Regions from separate parts of the Mus musculus genome. Here region 2 is linked to region 1. A link is a contact called in public promoter capture Hi-C data. All regions are on one chromosome and are shown on one strand. The core of a region is the stretch at or near the end of the contact, and the rest is flanking DNA. Distances in the headings are between cores, read along the strand shown. Region 1 overlaps Gm13561 (a long non-coding RNA gene). Region 2 holds the start of Fap (fibroblast activation protein).

Region 1 (5,903 bases), core at 1,747-4,246:
GTTTCTGGCTCAGTATCTAAACAGTGTAAGGCTGTGAAGAGTAGGTACTTAACACGGAGCAGTGTTCATGGCTGTGGACTTGGTTTGGACACAGGAAAGAAATGATACCTAGTTGAACTGTGAATTCCATCCTACAGGAACATAAGGTGTGTGTGTCTGTGTATGTGTGTGTGTGTAAGGTTCTATTGTGTCACAAAGGAATCATCAAGCAGGATTATGATAATGGACTAAGAAGAGAGAAAGAAGTAAGAATGAAGAACGATTGGACACCATGGCGGTCTTTAATGACTGGCCATGAAGAATAGAAGGGAGAATGCCATAAAGCTTGTGTGTGAGAGGGATGTAGGACTGTAGTCTGATAGGGTGATGTATGGATCTTAAAGCTATATTTGAATAGCAATGGAACAATAAATGAATTTATTGGGTATTAAGAGGGAAATTAGCTAATTAGCAGAGCCAGTGGGTGTTTGTTAGTTGTCGGTTGACTGAGTTTGTGATCATTGGTTTAAGGTGAGAGGAAGGCAACAAACTGATGAGCCCCCTCGCTTCAGCAGACCTTGTGGAAAGCACGAGTGGAGAAAGGTAGCATTAAAAATAAAAGTCCTCTTCCCTTTCCAAGAGACAGCATGGAAAGGTGAGCACAGCACACAAGGGAAGCCATGTCTCTCCCTGCCTCCCACACCAAACTGCACAGGAAATCAAGTCCTTGCTGAAGAGCAACACAATGACAGGAACTTCCTTCCACCAGGCAGAATCAGAGTTCAAACCCCCGCTCTGTTGAAACCTAATTTAGAAGCCATTCTCCTTCGGAGTGACTTCCCCCAGGGAAATCACAGGTTCCTGCCAAGACAGAAAATGCCTGCTCCTCCCTGCTCACCAGATATTTTTGAGTGGTCCCTCTCACTTTTTTAACAATTGTAATTTTATTTTTTTGATGTTTGAAATGTTTTCATCTGACATCTGGAACAAATGCAAAGAATTTCTAGAAAACCGGATTATTCCCCCCACCCCAAGAGTCACATGTGTAGTAACACATCTCCCTTGACAGTGTTTGATGCTTTCAGATGCTTCACAATTTTGCACTCTGTCTAGAGACACAGAACCCAGTGACACAGCAGGCCAGCATGGCACGTGGCTGGTGGCTCAAATATCAGCTTAGTGAGCACCTGGTTAGGCTGCCTCAAGTCTGGAAGCCCCAGAAAAGTGACCATGCTAATCCCTTTCTCATACCTCTGTGAGGCACAGAGGAACTATTCCAAGCTCATGGAGCAAGGCCTCACAGAGAACTCTTCCTAAGTGAATCTCACTAGAAGAATTACTTTAAATAATCCAGAAGCAATAGTGACATTATTGATCTTCTGGTACACATCTGTTATTGTTGATATGACTTTGTATGCTGGGAAGATGGAAATAATAAACCTTCCCAGGCTCCCTAAAGGTTCATAAAATAAAACCTCAAGACAAGCAGAGATCGTTTCTTCATAAACGGACACTGTTTCTTTCTGTGTTGCTAACAGATTTCCAACACCTTTGTCCTTTCAAATTTATCCCCTTATAATCCTCCAAATCAGAAGCCAGTATCAAGCCAGACCTAGAAGTGCAAGCCTATAATCCCAGCTATAAAAAGGGAGGCTGAGGAAAGAGGATTATAAACTCAAGAGCAGCATCAGTTAGGAATGAATTTGAGGCCAGCCTGGGCAACTTTAAGACCCTATCTCAAAAGGTAAGAAGATACCTAATGATGGAACTCAGGGAGAGAGCATTTGCCTAGTATGCCATTGAACCCTAATTTCTTTTTTATTTTTTTATTTTAGGTTTTCCTTTTTTTTTTTTTTTGATTTGTTGACCACTTTTATTATTTTTTTCTTTTATTGGATATTTTCTTTATTTACATTTCAAATGTTATTCCCTTTCCAGGTCTTCCCTCTACCCTATCCACCCTCCTCCTGCCTCTATAAGGGTGCTTTCCCATCCACCCACCCACTCCCACCTTCCCACCCTAGCACTCCCCTACACTGGGGCATCGAACCCCCTCAGCCCAAGGGCCTCTCATCTTACTGATGTCCAACAAGGCCATCTTCTGCCATATATGCGGCCAGAACCTTGGGTGGGTCCGTCCATGTGTACTGAAAGAGAAAAAACTGTAAGAATAAGCCAGCCAACCCCGCCCCCTCTGTCTCTCCCTTCCCTCCCCCCTCTACTCAACAGTAGACGATTTGGCCACGATTTGTCCAGCTGTGAAGAGGCGCCAGTCCTTGGTTTGTGGCCCCGGTCCGTCTTTAAACCTATCACCCCAACATCTGCTCCCACCCTTTGTCTCTGACCCAGATCCTCCTGCCTCTATATTATCTTCATTCTTGTGTCTATGCTGGGCTCACCTGGATAATTCAGTATTGTCTCCTCAACTCAAGTTTCCTCACCACAATTGCCAAATCCGTTTGAGTATATTCACTTCCTGGAGGTCAGGACACGCATTTCTGAGAAAGGAACCAACATAAATAAGAGGGATTCCCCCATGTAGCAGGTTGACAGTAAACAGCTTGAGATTTATTGCAGAACAAAATCTACTTGAGAAACAAAAAGGAAAGGTTGCAGTCTAAACAGCAAGGTGAGGGGGCTTCGCTGTCCATTGACAACTGATCTGGACATGAGCACAAGCGCAATTATCAGTTTTCCACAGGATGGTGGTACGGCAAAAATAAATAAATAAATAAATAAATTACAAAAAAATAATAGGATGGGGGAAATAAGTCTCCTGAAAATTAAAGGCATTGTGACTGTGTCGCTTAGGAGGGGAAACAGCATAGCTCTTAATAATTAGTTGCAAGGGTGTGAGAAGTGGGCCAGGGATAATTAGCAGGGGACGCTGATCATGTGCACATTCGCAGCGAGCTGACAAAAAGAGGAAGTGAGCCAAACTGCAGGGAGAAGCTGGGGCTTTTTAAAAGGGAAGTTCTTGACCATGAAGATCAGACTACCAAGAGAAGCTGTGTAATTTCCATCCTTAAAGAGCTTTAAAAATAGGATAAACAGCCATCTGCACAAGATGATTTATGCATTGACCTTCAGGAGGCGGGCCCGATCATCTCATGAAGTCCCTTCCAAGTGTGGGATTCTATGATTTAATCAGTATGTGATTTTTCTCAGCTCTACATTTTGCGAGATAACCAGCAGATGGGAGCCACAAATTCCCCAACATCATACCAAAATCATGGTTCCTCACACTGGTAGGGCCCAGGCAAGCTTGCCAAATTGGCATCCATTGAAAAAAAATCATTGAAGGACCCACCTCAAACATTTATTTATCTCCTTGTGGGTGTCTGGACCACCCATGTCCACAAAATAGAGATAATCTTTAGACCGATTGTGTGCATTCAGCTTTGACTTAAGTAAGAGTCACGTTGAAAAGGGGAGTCTCATTTTGAAACCTGAAACAACAGCTCTCATAAAACGGTGGTGGTGGTGGTGGTGGTGGGGGATTTACAAACTCCAGCTGAAGGAGAAACGAGGTCAATTAGACACAGCCCTTCCCAGGAAACGTTTTAGAGCAAACTTGAGCCTTACTTGTTTTCACTTAACAGACACGTCTCGTCAGTTCTTTGGGCATATATGTAGTGCTTACTATAGCCTAGGTTCAGTACAAAGCCACAGGGAGACAAATACCATCCATCCGTCAAAGAGCTTAGTCTCTTCCAAAGGAAGAGGCCATTTTTTTTTTTTTTTTTTTTTTTTTTGACGCAGAGTCAGCAAAGCAGTAACAGGATGCAGAATAATCGATGGGATGATGCCAAGAAAACGATCCAAGTCTGAGAGACCTAAGGGACTTGGACTTGTGTCTGAAGGTTAAAACGAAGCTGGGGAGGAAAGATAATAAAACGTTTTCTGGAGCACTCAGGATAGCCTGAAGAGTGGCTGGTAAACCCCACGAAGTGAAATTTGTATACAGCTAGTGCTTACGGTGTAGAGAGAAGGGTAAAAGGCCAGTTGGGGAGAAGGAAAGACCCAGAAGTGAGGGAAACCGAGAGGTCACGAGAGCTCTCACAGGTCATGCAAAAGAACTCAGACACAGCATAGAAGAAATATGGCTGCTGAGTGATAGAATACACTTCTGAACCAAAAGACAGAAAAGCATTTGCATACGATTCACCAAAATGAAGGGGTCACTAGGCAGGTGTTGAGACATCAAGGAGAACCCAATAAGGCTGAGCAGGGCAACAGCATCTAGTTAGGGTACTCTTCCTTCTCTTCTGATCACTGCTCCTTGGACTTCATCCCCCTGCCTCCCCTTGTTATTCAGACCCTTCAGGTGACCACCTGAAGCTTCTACATCTTAAGCTTCAGCCAATGACAAGCCAGGAATACACTGGTCCCATTATCTCACTGGCAGACCCCAAATTCCAGCGAAGGGGACTAACAATGGTCCACGGAGACTTTTTCGGGGAGAAGGCGTTCATTACAGCAGGGAACTATTGCTGCAGGCACCTTAGGGGCAGGGTGAACTTGTTCTCTGAACCGGAAGGGCTGCTTTGTAAGTTTTCTCCGTGTGAATGTAGGACCTTTGGTTTGTTTGATGGGGACGGATGCAGACAATCAGTGTGGCGATGGTCACAGATGTGTGTAGCTCCTACCTGGAGGCTGGGAGAAAAGATGGAGTCTCCAGTCGTTCCAGGAACTACTTGGCCACACTAGCAACAGCTGAGGGCAAGCGCCAAGCCTCCGGCACCTCAATCCAAAGAACAGGTTTCTCAAATTGTGTTCTTTATTCAGAACTTATAACGGCTGGCAGGTTCTGCTCCCATATATGAATTTTCAATCAGCGTGCTTTTATTCAAATTGTTCTTTTGTTTCATTGTGTTACTAAAAAAAAGTATGACAGGTTGGCATGCTTGTTTATGTAAATGTCTGGAACTGTAATTTCTTGTACGTTAAGTACAGATAATTACACAGCCTACCTTAATCTCTGAGGACCTAACAATCACCTTAACAGCACTAAAATTAGACTTCTCTTAAATTAGTGCTGAGGAAGTATGCATTAAATATTTTATTAATAAACAATTTACCTTTCTCGATTCTTCGAAGAATTTTAATTTTTGCGAATGGAAACGACATAGAACAGTATTGTGCAGTTATATGAAAGACCACTAGATGGCACCATACATCTTTTCTTCCAATTTTATCTCCCTAAACTAGCTGTTTTAGAAAAGGAATTTGTGTTCTTTCGGGAGGAAAAAAAAAAAAAAAAAAAAAAAAAAGGAAGAAAAGAAGATTAAAAAAAAAAAAAGAAAGAAAGAAAAGAAAAAGAAAAAAGCCATGGTAGTTTTTGCAACGCTTTTTGAACGTTTATTAGTGTTGCGGCATATTGGTGAGACTGTCTATACTTAAACACCAATTTCAGGCTTGCTCGGCTATTTCCCAGGAGGTATTTTCATTTCTCAGTCTTTATTATCAAACCATACTGTTTTATTTTTTCTTGTTTTACAGTACATTTTGATATTGTTGCAATCATTATTTCCCTTCAATGATATCGTTATTTCCATAATCTTCCTTATTTACAATTTTCCAAAACAAAATCCAACTGCATTTAATTATGTTACAAAGGAAGGAAAACACGAATTTTGTTTAAGTTCTCAATAAGTTATAACAATAGCAAAAATAATAAAGGAGCATGCAATCTGGGAGGAAGTTACATCTTTATTATATTTTTGTCAGTAGTAAAATAAACACTTTTGCATCTGTGATATACATTTTTGCAGGAGTGAATGTGTGTAAACTAAATTAATATTTTAGTAAGGTTGTATTCATTATTATAAAAGCTAATAATGTGGAATGACTGATCATGTACAATTGCAGAAGTATACATTTATTTGTGTAACTCAAAGAGAATATTTTACTCCATATATATA
Region 2 (5,903 bases), core at 1,110-3,609, 110 kb before region 1:
GATTAGCACACCTCCAGGCTGAAATACTCAGCAGGAGCTCCAAGATCGGAAAAAAAAATGGATGAATCTTGCATGCTTATAGGAGAGCATGCTCACTGAGTAAACAGACCCTCTCATGGTTAATTTTGTACACACACACACACACACACACACACACGCACACACACACACACAAACACACACATCTTTTCTTAGTGGAAAAGCAAAAACAAAAACCTTGTTAAAAGTATTTTTATTTTGACCCCCAAAAGAGAGAGAAAAAAGGTAAAGCTATTGAATGGTTAAATGTCCACACCTTTTGAACACCTCTCTTGGATATAAGCTAGATCAGAAGCCCGTCTGTAACTCTGTTACAAGAAATATATTCCTAACTTATGAAATTATATGCAAGAGACCATCTTTACTTATTTACCCAGTCACATCCTCCTTAAAACAGTTCAAACAGCTAGAACTATCCCAGATGTTCTAGTTAGATTCAACCAGCTTTCTAAAGAAAATACAAACATAAATAAAATGTTTATTCAACCTTAAAATGTCCCCGTATACTAGTACTTTCAACTTAATGTTGCTTCTTAAGATGTCCCAATTTCTCCATAAAACCTGTCAGACGAGTCTTTGGAGTCCTAAGTGGTACCCATTACCAGTCATGTGACAATGATTAATTGCTAAAGCTAGCAGTATGCATTTTAATTATACCTTAATCACTTATTGCATTTAGTTTCTGTCTAGTAAAGGAGGTCTTGGGAATCACTCACTACAAAGGACTTGCTGATTTTTTTGGGGGTGGGGGGTGGGGGGGTGGGCGTTGGCGAGCTGGGACAGAAGTTCTGAGAAAGTACTATGTGGATGTTCCAAAGAAAGCAACAAATTTGAGAAGACCCTCTAGAGGGCAGTTCACATGGGACCCGGCTGATGGCTTTCTCTCGGATTGACGCCTCACAATCAAGGCACATGGAGATGTCAGTAAGTGCACTGTACACCTGTGATGATGCCTGGTACTGCTTCAATTTGTAAATCGATAGCTCATTAACCGCATGGGGAGTGGGATTCATCCGGGAGCTGCAGTGGGCTTTGAATACTCTTCTCTGCCAATGCATACTAGTGACTCACTCTGCTCACCAGAACTTTCCTAAGGCTAGAATTCAGGGACAGCTGTCTGGAGAATGGCAGGGAGGAAGTTCACAAGCCACTGTGCTGGTTTGTGGTGGAGAAAGTTTCCTGTGGCAGCCAGACCAGTCAACTAAAGCAAACAGCAACACAGAACAGTGATGTTTTCTCGTTATTTTTCATGCACAGTTTGTGAAAGATCAGCATGAAACTTAGCATAGTCAGGCAAAAGATATTACAAACTTCTTGAGAAAGCCAGCAATGGAAAAACTGGAGACACCATATTCTAGCAACAGTATCCATGTGGAAACCAGGAATCTGCCCTAGGAAATTGCTCTGGACCACAGAGAAGGTTTAAAAAAAAATTGTGTCTGTGTGTGTGTGTGTGTGTGTGTGTGTGTTGTGAATTCAGTCATTTTACTGATCTGCCAAGATGACCGATCACTTTGAAATATGTGGACTTAGCCAAAATGAAGTACACATGACTTCTCTTTTCACTTGCCTTTTTAAAATTTATTTTAAGGTCTTTATAATTACTAAATGTTCTCCTTTCTCAGAAGATATTCTGAGAGCAAAGCAAAAATATCACTCTTGTAAAGCCATTTCCATTCTTCCAAAGGTCTGCTGGCAAATTATTCCCGCTGATCTTTCCATCTTTCTAGCCTGTGCAAACACACCTAACCCATACTACATTTCAACAGATGGCGCTTCATTTCTTTAAAGGAAAGCAGCCGTGGGTTTAGACAGTTGAATTTTTAAACTTCTGTATTTACTGAAAGTGCATATGGTGCTATACGGACAAAGAAATTGTGCTGAAAGAAAAACATTTGTGCCTGCAGCACCTCATAGGCTCCCGGGAGAAGAGTGTGCAGTCACACCGTGTACCTCTCACAAAGCCGGATTTGGCTCCACTGTTCTTCCCTTCCCCAAACATTTGATATGTACAATGCACCCTCAAAAAGTTTCTCCATTTGAAATCCTTCCTCTCAGCTGCAAACAAGAGGAGTGTAGAAAAGATTGTTACTAAAGTGACTCGAGTGATTTTTGAGGAGAATATGAAATATAAACCTGAACAACAACAAAAAGGTGAAATAAAACGGCCTCTGTATGACAACTTAAGCAGATGTTGGTGTAAATTTACAAGGATGAGAGAGCTCTAGAGCCTCCCTCCAGCCACTCATAGTTCACTTAAAGGCCAAGAACGCCCCCAAAATCTGTTTCTAATTTTACAGAAATCTTTCGAAATTTGGCACGGTAGTCAAAAGTCCGTGGGAAAGGGAGGAGGGGAGCGGGAAGCAACTCATGTCCTGACTTCAGCTTCCAAGTGGAAGACAGACTTGCTTCTTTTCAACAGTTTTCACAGATGCGGTGACCCACGCTGTGCAGTGAGAATCAGCTAACTTGCAAAAACATCTGGAAAAATGAAGGTTAGTGCGTGCCGTCTCGGGGACGACCGCAGAGTAGAGGCTGCCTGGGCTGAGTATGGTCAGAGTTTTCTATTCTTTAGAGAAGGTGGGGATTTGTGTGTTGAGTATCACTTCCCGGTGTGTGTTAGGATTAGAAAATGGCTCTAAATATACTGTAGAAACATTTGTCTTAGCAGAACTGGAAAGGCTCCAGCAATCACCGCCAGACCAGTGGAACACAATCAAAAGCTCTGTGGGGAAGGAGAAGTAGGATCTAGGGTTAGACAAAATCTTGCCATTTCTCAGGAGGAACTAAGCCCAAACCGAATTTTCTTCTATGTAGACATGGCTGAAAACTGTCTTTGGAGTTACCACCCTGGCTGCGCTTGCTTTAGTGGTGATATGCATTGTCTTACGTCCCTCAAGAGGTAAGAAATTTTCTGATTCACTCCATCTGCCTAGCGTAGCCTGGAAAATGTACCAACGTGTGAACTCAAATGGGTGAACATTTCCTAAGTGCCTATTTTCCAAAGTAAGCCTGTTATTTCTAAGAAGACGTATAAGTTCACAGTTATGTTGTGTGTAAGACCAGAAATACTGGCGATGTAAGGGTAGGAAGAGCTTTACAGTGTTATTTCAGCAACAGAAAAACCTGAGAGCTATTCTGTACCCCTCCCACCACCCCCCCAAAATACACGCAGAAGACAAGCTTTGATAGGCCTCTCAAGACTGTATTTTTAACTAGCATTGTTTTCTATTACTAGATTTGCCTGGTAGCAAGAAAAAAAATAATGAGTAAGAATAGAAACGTTAAAAAAAGAACCTATGGAGGCTTTGAAATCACTAAATAGTGCTTCCAAAAAATTTAAGGAAGATGTTCAGAATAGAAATCTCAGGAATAGCCATATAGGAAAAGTAAAACTCTTGTTCTATATATAGTAGCAATTAGTCATTCAATTAAGAGGCTTGTTACAGTTACGCAAACATTATCAAGGTAAATTGGTTGGGGTGTTTGTTTGTTTGTTTGTTTGTTTTTTATTTTTACAGAAAGGCTTAGGCTGGCAACAATGTCACTTGACTGAGACCTAGAAGATGTTATGCACTGATTTTGAAACTAGTTTTAATTTTAATATTATCCATTGGTAATAAACTATGCCCCTATTATTCCAAACCTTCTTATGAACAGCAATGTATGCTTCTAAAGCAGAGATGTAATGTAACAGTGACAGAGACTGTACTATAGGATCTGGGAAGAACAAATGCTCCGAGTTGATCAGAACCAGGGAACGTCTGTGGTTAAAGTGAACGGACTCTGAACAAGGGTTAGTGGTCCAGCCTGAACCAGCAAACACGTCAGTCCTGAATTCTCTGTTGCTTTTTAAAATTGAAACATGTACAACGTACAAAAGCTTGAAGAGTTCAAAAATGTCCACATCCTTTCACAGAATTGCAATGTGCAGGATAACCTGATGAAGGCAGTCTCCTTGGAGCTGCACTTTTAATTTTTAGCTTGCATCTTCATGTCCTAAAGCACAAGATTTCCCCTGGGCCATCAAGGTGTATCCTCCTATTGTCATTTTATTAAGCTAGACTCTCACCTCAATTCTTAGAGGACACACTGCCTCCAACCAGGAGCTTCTGAGTGCCTGGCCAGGTCTCTGACCCCTTTAATCCAGTCTAGTAGAAATCAGCCTCTGGCTTTTGCATACACTTACCAGAGCTTGAGATGGATATTCTGCTCCCTCAAAAATTAACAGTTTTTGGAAGCAAAAGTACATGAATTTTGTTGAGACAGACTTTTCTGTCCACAAGTGTTGCCCTTTGGACTTTGAAGAATATTCCCAATGAGAAGCATATTTATCCATTGCAAATAGCATATAAGGATAGATATTTGGGTCTATACTTACATTTATAGATATAGACATTTGTGTAATTACATATAATCCCAATCTTTATCTTCTTTCCAAGTTTTTTTATGAATAGCATACTCAAAAATATGTTATAAACTATATATAACATAAAAGTCCTGTGTTTTTTTATAACATAGATTTCTATTTTCAATGGAAAAGATAATTCTCTAAGTAATTTCCTGTTATTGTGAAATAATCAAATTAACCTCAAGATGAATTATTTTGCATTCATTTACTTCTTCTGCAGAAGTAAACAATGCTTAGGCCTGCTGTCTGGACTGTAAAGTCACTGCCTCTTCATTATTACGGACACCTCAGCATGTCACCTGAGCAGCATTGTCTTCTTGTGCCCATACCTTCACCATGTCCAGGCTGGGGACCAGGCCCAACTTTACTCACATTTCTTCCATGGGAAGGAATGAAGTAAAAAGTATGAAAAAGTAAAGACTTCCCATGGGAAGTCAAGGAAAAGTAGCAATGGAACAGAAAGGAGAAGAAAAAGCTAGGTAGGCCCCTATACCACTTCGTCAGAAATGTCACCACTGTACGTTTGTCTCCTGTGCCCTTGGGTTGCTAGTCCAGGAGCTACTTGACAAGGTAACAGAAGTCAAGAAATATCCATCTATTCCATTATTTATAAACTAAATGTACTGGGTTCCCCAAAATACCTCCTATCACTTGCTGTTGCTGAAGTTACAAAGTTCAGTAGTCTCAATTTCCCTCAGACAGGCAAACAAGGAATAATTTGTCATTCTACACACCCTAAAACACATGGCCACAGCCATCATTATGGAGAAATGTCTCTGTCGCTCAAGTATAAGTGAAATGAATAGAGTTGGGGCGTAGGGGTCTTTTCATTCCCAGGTGGAAGTCCACAAAGAATCAGCCTTCACTTTAGAGAAGTTTTGGGGGGGGGGGGGGAGAGAGCAGACACAGACAGTAAGAATGAGTGGAAGTGGAGTAGTGAATGAGAATGCCTGTTTAACTCACTTACATATTAAAAATAAATGTGTTGCAGCTCTTTCTGGAAATCCTAAGGTATTTCATTTTCATTTTAATTTTAATCTAAACTGAAGACAAACATGCCTTTGTGCCCTGCAGGCCATGTGGTCCTTGGCTTCTGCCCCTTCACCTGACTGACTCCCTTTATTTTCCTGCCTCCATTTATTCTCTCTTGAGGATTTTTTTTTCCTTGCACCCTTACACCAGTATGAAGATGGAACCAGGTAAAAAGTCAGCACAATATCCCTTGGCTTCCCTTTGTCTACCCTGATGCCAATCATACAGACTTTCTTGCTTCAAGAGATTTACAAAGATGATGAAAATAAAAACCAGAACTAGAAAGTTTCAGAGGCCTTAGAATTAAAAAAAAAATCTCTATAGCCTTCTTTGAGTCATGATTTACATTTTATGAATATCACCCTTTCTTCCTCCATTTGTTTGTTTGTTTGTTTATTGGTTTTTGTGGTACATTACCCTA

What was found. Promoter capture Hi-C pulls out the DNA fragments that hold promoters and counts their contacts.
Region 2: a contact with region 1 is called in a promoter capture Hi-C map of the HPC-7 cell line, with 3 times the contacts expected there. The contact joins the promoter of Fap here to the enhancer-like site in region 1. A contact is called at or near these places in 5 of 39 promoter capture datasets (the HPC-7 cell line, cranial neural crest, hematopoietic stem and progenitor cells and 1 more), 3 of 484 Hi-C or Micro-C datasets (the HPC-7 cell line, cerebral cortex and nephron progenitors), 1 of 115 datasets of contacts at active chromatin or transcription factors (CD8 T cells) and 1 of 9 other capture datasets (adipose tissue).

Annotation. Positions count from the first base shown.
Region 1 is chr2:62,457,579-62,463,481 of GRCm38.p6, reverse strand. Gm13561 (a long non-coding RNA gene) reads right to left here. Exons shown (of 4, transcript XR_001783319.2): 2 at 2,379-2,477; 3 at 2,059-2,126. Among named protein-coding and RNA genes, the nearest start is that of Gm13561, 5.4 kb to the right of the region's middle. Within about 2 kb of position 2,996, at least 80 of the 459 cell types and tissues checked have an H3K27ac peak or open chromatin away from gene starts, as enhancers often do. A contact at or near this core is called in CD8 T cells, the HPC-7 cell line and adipose tissue, where this site is marked.
Region 2 is chr2:62,570,477-62,576,379 of GRCm38.p6, reverse strand. It overlaps Fap (fibroblast activation protein), which reads left to right and starts at 2,359. Exons shown (of 26, transcript NM_007986.3): 1 at 2,359-2,534; 2 at 2,857-2,941. The coding sequence starts at 2,529.